Linked DNA regions of Macaca mulatta: regions 1 and 2 are each linked to region 3. A link is a contact called in public Hi-C data. All regions are on one chromosome and are shown on one strand. Each heading gives the region's core, a stretch centred on a gene start, on an enhancer-like site or on the middle of the called end of the contact. The rest is flanking DNA. Distances are from core to core; before and after follow the strand shown. Region 1 overlaps LOC106999221 (a long non-coding RNA gene). Region 2 has its middle 280 kb from the start of RPLP1. Region 3 holds the start of TLE3 (TLE family member 3, transcriptional corepressor).

Region 1 (3,967 bases), core at 166-2,665, 440 kb before region 3:
AGTGAAAAGAGTATTCATCCGGTCTGCCCAGGTGGTCTCACTTAATCTTCTCATTAGCTCCTAGGAGCAGATGCTCTTGGCTCCATTGTGCAGCTAAGGAAGCTGAGGATCCACTGAAGGCTGAGAGTTTGACCCGTCCCTCCCACTGCCTACAGGACTATGGACAGAGCTAGGAGCATGCGTTGTGCACCCCTGACTGAGCGTCCAGGAAGAGAAGAGTCTCAGATAATCCCAAGGGCATCCCCTCAAAGTCTGATGGTCCTCTGCTCCTCTTTGGGGTTGTCTTGTAGAGCAGCAGGAAGAGCTATGAAGTCAGAAGCCCAGGCCGGGACCCCAGTTCTGCCCCACACTGGCTGGACCACCTTGGACCAGCCAATTCCCTCTCTGCCTCTGTTGCCCGATCTCTCGCATGAAGGGTTGGGCTGAACAATCTCCAAGTCCCTTCAGCTGTGTAAGCTGGGGCCACTAAGCTTCATTTTTTTTGCCTCCAGCCTGCTCGAGGCTGAGAACTTGGTTTGTGCCTGCCTCTGGCCTGCCTTAACCACGGATTCGATGCTTCTTGGGTCTCCTCTTACTCAAACACGTCAGAAGCTGAGACCTGTCTCAACATAACCTCATATCAGGGGGTGTTGTCTCAAATGGGCTCACCTGTTGGTCCGAGCCTCATTCCTTATGAGCCTTTTGAATCTGCATTCCCCATTGAAAGCAGACATTCACCCAATCAGGCATGTGATAGATCCGCTAGGGCTCTCATACCAGCAGCTGCCATTGACTGAGTGCCTGCTATGTCAGACACATTCCATAGTTTGCATCTGTACACTCTTCCTGCCAGGAATAGAGTTGTTTCCCTGTTATGCTGTTGACAAACTGCGGCCCAGAAAGGTTAAGTGACTTGACTAAGCTCTTACGACTTGGAGGTGGAAGAGTGGGGTTAGAACCCAGAACGCACATGGCAAAGCCTGGCTTCTGCCATGTGACATATCAGTGAGATGTCCATCCCTGGCTGGGCCCTAGGATCCAGAGACATCACACCAATGACCCTGCCTGCCCACAGGGCATCCTCAGCAGCTTCTCCTCCTCAAGCCTAGGAGTCTATAATCCTGGGCTATTCCCTTCCTGGGGCCACTCCTCAGAAAGGGCAATCAGACCCCCTGGGTGGTCTTTCTGTGGCATTGAGTGGACAGGGGCCTCCCTCTCTGGCTTGGGCAGGCAGGCGTGTGCTACTGTCGTCTCTAGGCAGCCATCGGATGAATAACTGATGGTGATTAGCTCAATCATAACATCGCTCATGCCATGCATAAGTGATGAGCCAACTGGTGCCAGGCCGCGATGAGAGGCAGTGGGCACCCCCACCTCACCCCCCAGCCCGGAGAAGCCACCACCGCGCTCCCTCCCTGTGTTATCTGGCACATCAAGTGCTGCGACAATGAATATAGATTGACCTTATTATAGCAGCCGGCTGCTGGTGCCAGGCGCAGCCAGGCATACTTTGCACAAATTAAAGGTGTCAGCATGTAATTTACGGTTCATGGCGAATAGGGGTGGTGGGGGTCGGGGAGGCACTGAGGCAGGTAGAAAGGAAGGTGGGCTGGCTGCGGGGCTGGCACCAGGAGCCCAGGCGCTAATGACAGGAGGCACAGCCGAGGTGTCATTTTCATCCCGCTTTGCTCATTTTTAGCTATTTCTTGCTCAAGGGGGGCAGCCCCCTCTCCTGAGCTCTCCCCGACATGCTCTGTGTGCATGTGTGCGTGTGTGTATTTTTCAGTTAAATTACTGGTTTTACCTGAAGAGCGTAAAGGAGGTGTGCTAATTTACGGCTCGGCAGATAAAGCCGCAGTGTGCAGAGCTGTCTGGGAAGCCTGTGATCCGACATCATTTTACTAACACACCCGAGAGCAGCTTGACACATAGAGTCGGGCCTGTGATTAAAGTTGTAGTCTTCTTTCCCCCTCCCTCTCGCTTCTCCAACACGGAGAACAGATTAAACTCTAAGTAATAGATCTCGGTTTTCTTGCCATCCCACTGATATACACAGTACACAGTTTGACACAAAGAGTAAGTTATACATCACAAACAACAGCCTCTGCTCTTTACCGCCCAGAATTAATTTTCCATTTGCTACGCTTCCCTCCTCTCCAAGCCCATTTTCCTGTCCAGCAGGGCTCTGTCCTCTCTTGAAAAGGCAGGGGAGGGGAAGTGCAGGTCGCGCCTGGAAGAGGTGGCTCAGGACGGAGAGTTTAGCCCCTATGGTTTAAGGATGAGGAAACAGAGACCTGGAGAGAAGCGACTTCCTGATGTCGCCCTTTGTGTGTGTGGCAGTGGTGAGGCTGAAACCCATCTTTGGGTTGATGAGCCAGGCCCCACCTCCCACGCCCAGGCAGCAGAGGCTGCCCGAGGAGCTGCTTGTTTGTCTTCCCTGCTCTTCCCTGCCACCTGCCAGGCAAACTGTCTCTGCTTCTCTGCCCTGCTCTGTGCCCCAGGAGGGGACCTCTAAGGGCTGCCCATGCCTCTGGCCACTGCCTGGGCTTGGCCAGCGGGAGACACCAGAATGAGAAGCAACAGTGGGAGGAGAGAGGGGCTGGGCAATTTCTCCTCTGCTTCTCCCTCTGGGATGCCTGTCTCTGGGAAGAGCTGCCTCCCTCTGTGACTGCCCTACTGTGGGGTGGCCCCTCCTTCATGGATCCCACTCCTGCTGGGCTCTGGCCATGACATGCTGCCCTGCCCTGCAGGTGTGGGCTGGGGACAGCTGTCAGCTGTTCTAGTCCAGGAGCCTCCCCATCCCTTTTGGATTTCCTTACCCCTGCCCACCTCAGTCACCAGCCCCTCCATCCATATCTCTTCATTTGAGCCACCTGGGGGGAATTCCACCCCGAATGATACTGGAGTGGACCCATTCTTTACTGAGGGCCTGTGCTGGCAGCCATCTGCCTAAAGGCACACATTTGGAGAAGGGGTCCAGACCTCCCAGGGTAGCACGTGTCCCTCTGGGAGAGTCCACCATTCACCCAATTTGCTTTCCTAGCCACTGACACCCCTCCCCAGGCCCCGCGGGAAGTGCTTTGTACACCACCTCAGGGGAGGCTCACATGTGGCCCTGTGAGGCAGGGTCTGGCTAGCCCTCTATGGGATGTGGAAACGGAAGCCCAGGGAGGCCGGGGTTCTTCCCTAGGGTCACCCAACCTTGCACAGCAGAGTCCAGTTCCAAATGGGGGCCCAGCCGGCTCCAGTGCTGAGCAACTTCCTCTGTGCTGTGTGGGAGGTTAATCTTGCTCACGTAGCTCATGTAGAACACACACACACACACACACACACACGTGCACACACAGGCACAAATGACTAAGTGCTTTTAAGGAGCCATAGGCGAGTATGGGCAGGGAGGCAGGGCCAGAAGTGAGGAGGGTTAGATGTGGCAGGTAGGGCTGGGTAAATCCAGGAGGGCATTTTGGAGGAGGTAAATAAGTCCTGGAGATGACTGGATGCCGCATGGAAGCATACAGCCAGGAGCTCTCTAACCACACCTCAGTAGACTGGTTGCACTGAATCACCCGGTTGGGTGGGGTTTAGGGGTGTGCTTTAAAATTAGACTCCCAGGCCTCATCTCTAGTATATCGAATCAGACTCTCTGGGGGTGCAGTCCAAGAATCTGTTTTGTTTTGTTTTGATATGCAACTAATCATGGGAGCCACAAACCCTTCCCACTTCCCCATTTCACGTGCTGGGGAAGTATGTAAAGGAAGTACAGAGAGGCCTAGGGACTTGCTCAGGGTCTCACAGCACCCAATTCCAAAGCCAGGGCTGGCACCCAGGCCCCTTGGTTCCCAGCTCAGTGCTCATTCGACTGCTCATTCACCCTCGGGCTTCTCAGTGGGCAGGGTGGAAACACAGCTTCCCTAGATGATGGTCTCAGCCTCCTCCCCCCGCCTCAGCCACCCTGCAGCCGGTTCTCAAGATGGCAAGTGGGGGGTGG
Region 2 (3,907 bases), core at 1,331-3,830, 370 kb before region 3:
TTGTCCAGCCACCTACACTGGGACCAGTGGGAACCAGCCTCACTGAGTGTTAATATCTCTCAACTTAATGAAAGTAGGGGTTGGAGACAGTCTGCTATTGCATTGGGCCAGAGGGCCAAAGGTCCTGGTGGTAATTTCTGGAATGATTCTGCTCTGCATAGCCAGCTGCCTTCTGTCCAGTATTTTTTGTATTTTCTCTAATCTTTTGGGGCCTTGCTTGATTCCCTTAGTCGATCAGCAGGGGTATGCCTGTTGGCTGGCCTGAAAACCTGAGCCCAAAAACCCACTCCAATGGGACTTACATCTTTGCACCTGTGCCCTTTTCCACACCCTTTTTCTATCTTCATCTCTGGCCTTGACTATTGCAGAACGCTCCCAGCTGGTCTCCCATAGAGACCAGAAATATTCTCCTCATAGCAGCCGGAGGGGTTCTCTTAAGAGAATCTTGTAAATTCTTGTAAATCAGATTATGTCATTAATTTTGACCAGCTTCTCATCATCCTAACATAAAATTCAAACTGGTGAATAAGGACTACCATGGAGTGCCTTCTCAGTCTCCGAGATTGAACTCCATTTTTCTTCCCCTGGTTTATGAAGCTCTGCACATTCTGGCCATCTATTTCTCATCTGGTGCCAGGCCAGCCACCCTTGCTCGCTTTGTGAGGCAGAAAAATACTATGTGTTCTGCTAACCTGTTTTACTTCCTTCCTTTGCACATAGCTAAATCCTATGTCCTGGCTCCTCTGCAGTTAGATGAGATAGTATATTGAGTTCTAGTCACTGGAATATGAGTGGGAGTGGCGTACGCCATCTCTGGGCCTGGCCCCCACATATCCTGGGAGCTTTTCTCTTTGCTCTTGGCTGCATGCAGAGGCCATGGTGGACAACTCAGAGGAGGCCTGAGGGATGGCAGAGTAGCTCATTAGAAGGAACTTGGGTTTTGAATAACAAAAAATTGTCCACCTAACACCTGACAAGAAGGAGAAATAAATTTTTATTATCTTAAATCACTGAGATTTAGAGTCACGTGCTTGGGCTACCACCATTGCTCACTCTGAATGACGGCCTGTTCTCAGTTTCCCAAATTTGCCAACATTCACTCCGCTTCTCCCATCCTGTTCCCTCTGCTTAGAATGTTTTTCCCTGGCATTCCTCACATCTACTTCTTAACCTTTAGGTCTTCACTGAAAAGTCACCAACCAACTATGAACCTGTATTTGTGTTCTTGTTGATTTTTTAATAGTACTTTTTAATAATGCTTGTGATTTTTAAACTTTGTTTTTCACCATATTTCTCCTAGAACATAAGCTCTAATGAGCATAAATCAAATCTGTCTTATTTACCTTTCTGTATCCCAGACAAAGTGTTGAGCAAAAGGTAGCATTCAACAGCTATTAGCTGTTGGATTAAATGAATGAATGAACCAAGTGTGTATTTAGTTCAATTCAATTCAGATATTACCGAGCACCAACTTTGTGTGAGGCACTTTGCATGCATCTAATGCATTCTCTATTCAATTCCCGTAACGCCAGTGGGGAGGTAAGATTATTATCCCCACTTTACATGTAAGGATCCAGAGGCACTGTCAGCCAGTGTAGCACAGATCCTTTCCTCATGGCATTCTCCAATTATCATCATAGTCCTAAAAGGTAGAAATTATGATCTCTATTTTGCAAAAGGGAAAACTCAGGCTCAGACAGGCCAAGTCACTTTCCTGGGTCATGTCGCTACTGAGGTCATGGAGCTGGGATTTAAACCCAGGGAGAGAATGGCATGCACCTCTGTTACAGCATTATTCTTCCTAAAGTCTGACAACCTCATTAGAAGTCCCCAAAGAATATCCCGAGTGTGGGGCAAGTGAAGACATGAGTCCTATGGACTTGGTTTGCAGTGGGATTCTATTTTAAATGCAAGATCCTTTCTTCCCCTGATGCCCGGGATTAGGAGGTGCCATTTTGAAACCTGGGGATGCCGCTCCAGTTTCCTAACTGAGCCTGGCCAGGTTGGCCACCGCCCGTAAGCTGGAGACAAGAGTGCCCAGGTTCATTTGGGGAGAGCAGCCGGATTTGTTGACAGGCAGAGAAATTCTGTGATTAATTATGGCCGATGAAAGTCTGAAACCATGAATCTTTTTTGAGGGCTGGGCAAGCTGAAGAGTCTCACTCCCTGAATGCATTTGGAGACTGCACAGTCCCTTTTGAAACAAGCAGTAAACTTTAATGGCTGCAAGATCTGTGACTTGGCATGCTGCGGATTGGATGGCACATAGAACTCATGAATTCTCTGGGGTGGGAGCTAATTAGGGTGCAATTTTTCAATTACGGAACATTAAGCAAGCCTCTCCCCAGTCCCCCCACCCCATCTCTCAATGGATACACTCCATTTGTCTCTTTTCCTTTATTTCTTAATCATTTGATGATATGACAACAATTATTTGTCATTTGGGAAGAGAAAATTGTCACGGAGCTATTGTTTCCCTCTAGAAACCCCAGCTCTTCTGTGGTGATGGTTGCATTTGATAAATGTTTCGCATTCCCGCTGCTCCTCCCCCTCTCCCACCAAGGGTTGGTGTGGCAACAGGAAAACATTAGCCTGTGACGTGGGCCTGTTCTGATTGAAACGCCATTTGTAAAAAGGCCTGGAAAAGAGCAGGCTCGAGTTTAAAAGAGCCGCAGCCCAGAGCTCCCGGCCCACCCACGTCACCCAGGTTGAGACTCTGGGACGTTTGCTTGGGGAAATTTGGTCATTCCTCTGAGCTAATAAGCCAGCTTCAGAATCAGGAATGCAAAACAGAAACAGAACAAAAAGAAAAAGGCAAAGGAAAAAAGAAGCATGCCACCAGAAATGGGGAAACTTAAATGACTTTGTTTAAATGTCGTGGTGCTCTCAAAACCCTGTTCTCATATGTATGCAAGTTAATTAAATGGAAAAATGTCAAATTAGTTGCTTAAAATATTAATGGCAGGAATTATCCCAGATTCTAGAGCAGGGAGAGTAGAGGAAACTAACCTTTTAGGGCTTAACCCTTTGGTTGGTTGTTCTCTGAAAAAGCAGATATTTCTTTCATTTGTAAAAATGCCAGTTAGCGCTGAGGGGTTTTGTAGGTTTCAGGATGGGAGCTTGCCAGTGGGCTTTGCACTATGGGATTCTCCAAGTGGCACAGTACTCACTGGTGGTATTTATTCCCACATTGTTGGTTTTGCACGGGAGATTTGAGGTCCCTGGAAAGGCCCCAAAATCATGCATATATCTCTTCTGGAGTCAGAGCAATTTGCCATTTGTCCTTTTGGTTTTTTTGAAGAGTATTTTGAAGAGTTCATTACAATGCAAAATTGGAAAGATTGCACAAAACGAGTTGTCAATGTACTACTCAGCAAACCTTTATTCAGTACCAATGGGATCCAAATGCCGAGAAAAGGGAGCGTCACAGACTCAAGGGCATAGGATCTGGTAGGGAGAAGCTGTAGAGCACCCTAATCTAGCCTCATATTAGCATGTGGGAAAGCCAAAGTCCCAGGAAAACAAGGAACATTCCCAAAGCCACACAGCTATTGAGTGGTGAAATCAGGCTCATTTATTTATGCAACACAGCTCCTGCCTACCCCCTGGAGGGACTTGTGTATATCCTAGGAGGCCAGGGCAAACAAACCCAGGGTAGTGCATGCCACAAGCCTAACACTGCAGAAGGAAGGGCAGGAGGTGGACAGCAGGATGATGGGTATCAGGGAGACCTTACCTCCATCAGCCAAAGAGCATCTACTGTCCACCATGGTAGCCAGCACTGTATAACACCTGGTTTCTCCCCATTTGGGCAAAAACAAGCAGGCAAGGAAGGCCACGTCGTCTGTTGAGAAGTTATGGCTAGTCACTGTGACCATATGTTCAAACTGATCTCATGTAATTCAGT
Region 3 (4,183 bases), core at 456-2,955:
CAAGACTCAGCCACCGTGAATTTAAATCCCGGCTGCCCGGGTTGATGGGGAGCCTGGAGCCCGCGAAGACAAGACAGGGGAGGGGGCAGGGGCATGAGACGGCTCTCAGAGCGGCCGCGGCCCCGGCCCCTCCCCGACGGCGCCCAACCAGAGAGGCCACCCTCAGCCCAGAACCTTCCCAGCAAGTTTCTCAGCTCTCCGACAGGGAGGAGGGGGGGCGCCCCATCTCTCCCAGTCGGCAGCGGGGCTCCCATGCCTTTCACCAAGGGCCTCCCTCTCCCCAGTAAGGCGGGGGCGGGAGACAAGCCGGGTGAGTTGGGAGACTTAAGAGCTGGGCCGGGGACCGCGTGAACAGCTCCCCCTGGAACACAGGCAGCCCCCCGCGCCACTCGCGCGGAATTAACCTCCTCTCTCAACGGCGCCCCCCGGCCGCATCCCCTTTGTGTGAGAGCACACGCACAAACACACACCATAAAGGTAGCAACAAGCAAAATGGAGGTGCCGGATAAACTGCCTCGTTTACCCTGCCATGATAGATGCTTAAATAAACCGAGTTGCAATTACTCACCGGATGTCTGCCCTGCGGATACATGGCAGGGAGGGGTCGTGATTCCGAGAGCGTGGAAGCGCCGAGAGCCCGGGCCGGGGAGGTGCGGGGGAGGGGGGAGCCGAGCCCGAGCGGGGGGCGGCCGGGAAACCGAGAGCTCGCCCCCGGCCCCCCCAGCTCGTTCTCGCAGCGAAATCCCAGAGTCGGGCGCCCGCCCCAAGTGGAGACAAAGAGCCGCGGAGCAGGCGGCAAAGTCGTCGGCGGGCGCCGGGGCCGGGCGGCGGGCGCGGGCTTTGTGCGCCTAGGGCTCGGCGGGCAGCGGCCGGCCGCCCTCCCTGGGCTGAGTCGAGCGCGTCAGTGCCCGGGACTGCGCGGACATCGTCGGCACCCCGGCAGGTCCGGCGCGGGGTCCCGAGGCCGGGGGCCCCTCCTGGGGCGAGCTCGGGCCCCCTCTGGGTCAGTCAGCGCGTCGCGCCTGTAGGGGGGCGCGCCGGGGCAGCCCCAAGCATCCGAGACGCGCGGGTCCGATCCTAGAGGCGGCCGGGCCTGGGGCTCGCTGCGAGAAGAGGAAGGAGGCGGGCTACGAGGTGGTGGCTTGGGGCCGCAGGAGCGCCGGAGGGTGAGGGCGGGAGCCCGGCGCGGGCGCTTCGACGCCCCCCCTCGGAGAGGAGAGCCTGCTGTTCCGTCTGCTACTGACGCTGCCGCCGCCGCCGCCGCTGCTGCTGCAAGCCCTTCCCAGGGCCGGGGAGGAACTCCGGGCTCAGTAGGTGCAAATCAAACGCCCTGGCATCCTAACTCCAGCGGGTACGGGAAGCCTCCGCAAAGGGTTCTCGCTGCTCCCAGCTTGAGCGCCGCGTCCCCAGCGAGGAGCGCTCGGCGCCACCGCCGCTGCCGCCTTGGAGCGCACAAGCAGGAGAGCGCTGGAAGGGAGACGCAGCCCGAGACCGGGGAGCTCTGCGGCTTCCTTCCTTTCCCTCGGCCCGGCTCTCCTCTCCGCGCCCCGACAAACCCCCAAAACACACACACCCAACACACACACGCGCGCACACACACACACACCAAAAAAAAGTGCCCCGGACCTACGGATACCACACACAGACAGGCGAGGGGGACGAGCACGAGGTCTGAACTGCCGCGAGAGCAGTTCCAAATAGGGACTGAAAAGTAACAAAATAATGTGGCAGCTTCGTCCGGCGCTGGCCAATGGGAGCGCGGGGCCCCCACGTGGGGCTGCGGGACTCGGCCTACGACTGGGTGCCGCTGGGCGCGACGTCACAATGCCCTCTTGTGTCTAAAACTATGCATGAAAAGTAGCAATCAGGCCCTACCCGCTGGTGACTTTCGCATGGGAGTGAAAAACAGCGCTCCTCAGATCAGGAATTAACCGAAAGACATATAATAAATAGATATATATTATAGTCCTGGGCTGCTAGAGTTTTTTTCCTCCTCTTTTTTTTTCCCACGATCTACTAGCAAATAATTATTTGGCGGGAGGAGGAAAGAGGGAAGACAGAGGAATAACAACAAAAGAAAATAAGACAGGCTGTACAATCTTCAAAACCTGTGGCTGGTAGTAATGTATCAGTTTATTCTGCAGCGGCGGCGAACGATTCCTCCCTCTAATCTCATTAGGTCTGCAAAGCAGCCCAATTAGATACTATAAAACAAACAATCACTTTGTCACTTTAATGTTTTCACTTCAAAAGATTTAGGACTGATAAAATGGTGGCTCCTAAAGTTGCCTCCGACCTTTAAAAATTTGCTTGTAACTGAGGATGTCCCCTTTTCTTCACCCCTTCTTCTGCCCGCCTCCCCCCCATAGCCCCCAGCTCTCCTTTGTTCACTCGCCCTTCTTTTCAGAAAGCCAAATAAACATCTCCTTTGATGTGCGGCGGCTGCCTGCGAGGAGAAGTCTGAGGGACTCTGGCTTGGCGGGCAGCGCAGATGGAAGGGCCTGGCTGCCCCTGGACAACAGGCTCAGCCACGGCTGGCCCCATTCGGGGCGCCTTCCCGGTGGGGACAACTTCACCCTCGCCGTAGCCTCGCCGCTCGGGCTCCTCACTGCATCCCCAGGCTGAGGGGGTTGGAGAAGGGGTCGGGACCCTGCTCGGCCGAGGCCCGGGAACTCCGAGTTCCCACCTGGTTTGCTCAGCCTGCTCCCGGCAGCGTCACGGCGTTGGCGGAAGCCTGTAGGTGTCTAGGTCGCCAGCCTGGGCACCCCGGGGGGCGCGGACGCTCCCCCACTCGCGCCTCGCCCACCCCTGCCCCGCGCCCCCCGGACTCCCCGCTTGGTCGCACAGGCCACTCGACTCCCGGGCCAGCTTGCCCGCAAACCGATGGCCTCGCCCTCCCGCGCTCGGGGTTACGGCGGGGCAGACGAGCAAGCAGGGAGTGGCCCTCGAAGCGCGCACGGCCCGGTGGGCTGCCAAGGCGGGACCCCCGGGGCCCTCCCCGGCAAGTCCGCGAGCCCGCACGCACCCCGGGGCCCGCGGCGGGCGCGCGCGAGCCGACCGCGCGCCCCTGGATCTATATTCTCCCCTCATTAGGAGCCGGAGGTTAGCTTTTGCATCTTAATGAGGAGCTGAGAGCTAGCGGGCGCCCGGAGGCCGGAGCGCGGGGAGTTACACGTGAGCACCAGCCTCAGAACTGAACCTCCCCGCGCCCACTCCGGCCGCCAGCCCCGAACTGCGCTCCCTTCTTCATTTATTTATTCTCCTAAATAAAAACATAAATCGTGTTTCGGCGCGCACCGAAGACGGAGGAGGGAGAAGCACGGCTCGACAGATGCGAGCATCTGGCCGCAGCATTCATTAGACACAAAATGGCTCCTCTTTGGAGCTTCCTTTCCCCCTCCCCCTTCTCTGCCCTCCCCCTTACGTCACGGGTGGGCGCACCCGCTTCTTACCCGCCCCGCCCCTTTCTCGCTCCAGCCCCACGTGGGGGACGCCGACCACGCCTCCGAGCAAGGTGCGCGTCACCAATCACGGACCGCCGAAGGGGCTCTTCGTTGCTGATTGGCGGAGTTGCTGGGCCTTGTCAGTCCGCGGCCAGAGCTGTCAGTCAAAACCACGCGGGGTGGGGGAGCGCTGACAAATGCCGAGGCTTCTGAGCCTCCCGCTTGCAAATAGTGCTTGGAATGGCTGCTTAATTAGCTTTGAATGGCTTTTCCTTCCAGCTCAAACAATCTGTCACTACCATGTGGTATAAAGGAGCCATGCATAAAAAAGTAAGCAGAGGCTAAATATCAATTTGATTTTGTGTATCAAAGGAATATTTTATTTTTCTCCCTAGTAATGAAACGTATCAATTTAAATAATAAAAGGTAAAAACACACACACAAACAAAAAAAAAAAAAAAAAAAAGGAAAAGAAAAGAGGGAAAAAAAAGAAAGAAAAAGAAAACCCAAACTCTACGTTGTTGCGACTCCTGCGCACGCCTGAAACAGGTCACTTCTACAGCCCACGTTCTGGAGGAAGCCTGAAGACTCCCCGCTCCCCCCTTTAAACTTGCATTTAGTGTTTTGTTGTCGTCGTCCTCCAGAAGTCTAGAAGGAGTGGTGGAGGAGGGGTGGCCTGTAAAAGGGGACGTGGGGGCGGGGGATGGGGCGAACTTTAAAGAGAGCTCTTTGAAGCTGCC

The links. A called contact is a pair of places that touch in the nucleus more often than the background predicts.
Region 1: a contact with region 3 is called in a Hi-C map of fetal cortex germinal zone, with 1.9 times the contacts expected there. The contact joins the enhancer-like site here to the promoter of TLE3 in region 3. A contact is called at or near these places in 2 of 14 Hi-C or Micro-C datasets (fetal cortex germinal zone and fetal cortical plate).
Region 2: a Hi-C map of fetal cortex germinal zone shows a contact between it and region 3, with 4 times the contacts expected there. The contact joins the enhancer-like site here to the promoter of TLE3 in region 3. A contact is called at or near these places in 6 of 14 Hi-C or Micro-C datasets (CD4 T cells, blood, cortical neurons and 3 more).

What each region holds. Positions count from the first base shown.
Region 1 is chr7:47,272,091-47,276,057 of T2T-MMU8v2.0, forward strand. The region is part of intron 4 of LOC106999221 (a long non-coding RNA gene); the gene reads left to right. Among named protein-coding and RNA genes, the nearest start is that of RPLP1, 210 kb to the left of the region's middle. Within about 2 kb of position 1,416, at least 8 of the 40 cell types and tissues checked have an H3K27ac peak or open chromatin away from gene starts, as enhancers often do. A contact at or near this core is called in fetal cortex germinal zone, where this site is marked.
Region 2 is chr7:47,340,906-47,344,812 of T2T-MMU8v2.0, forward strand. No RefSeq gene overlaps it. Among named protein-coding and RNA genes, the nearest start is that of RPLP1, 280 kb to the left of the region's middle. Within about 2 kb of position 2,581, at least 3 of the 40 cell types and tissues checked have an H3K27ac peak or open chromatin away from gene starts, as enhancers often do. A contact at or near this core is called in fetal cortex germinal zone and fetal cortical plate, where this site is marked.
Region 3 is chr7:47,709,677-47,713,859 of T2T-MMU8v2.0, forward strand. It overlaps TLE3 (TLE family member 3, transcriptional corepressor), which reads right to left and starts at 1,706. Exons shown (of 20, transcript XM_077938736.1): 1 at 569-1,706; 2 at 1-53. The coding sequence starts at 592.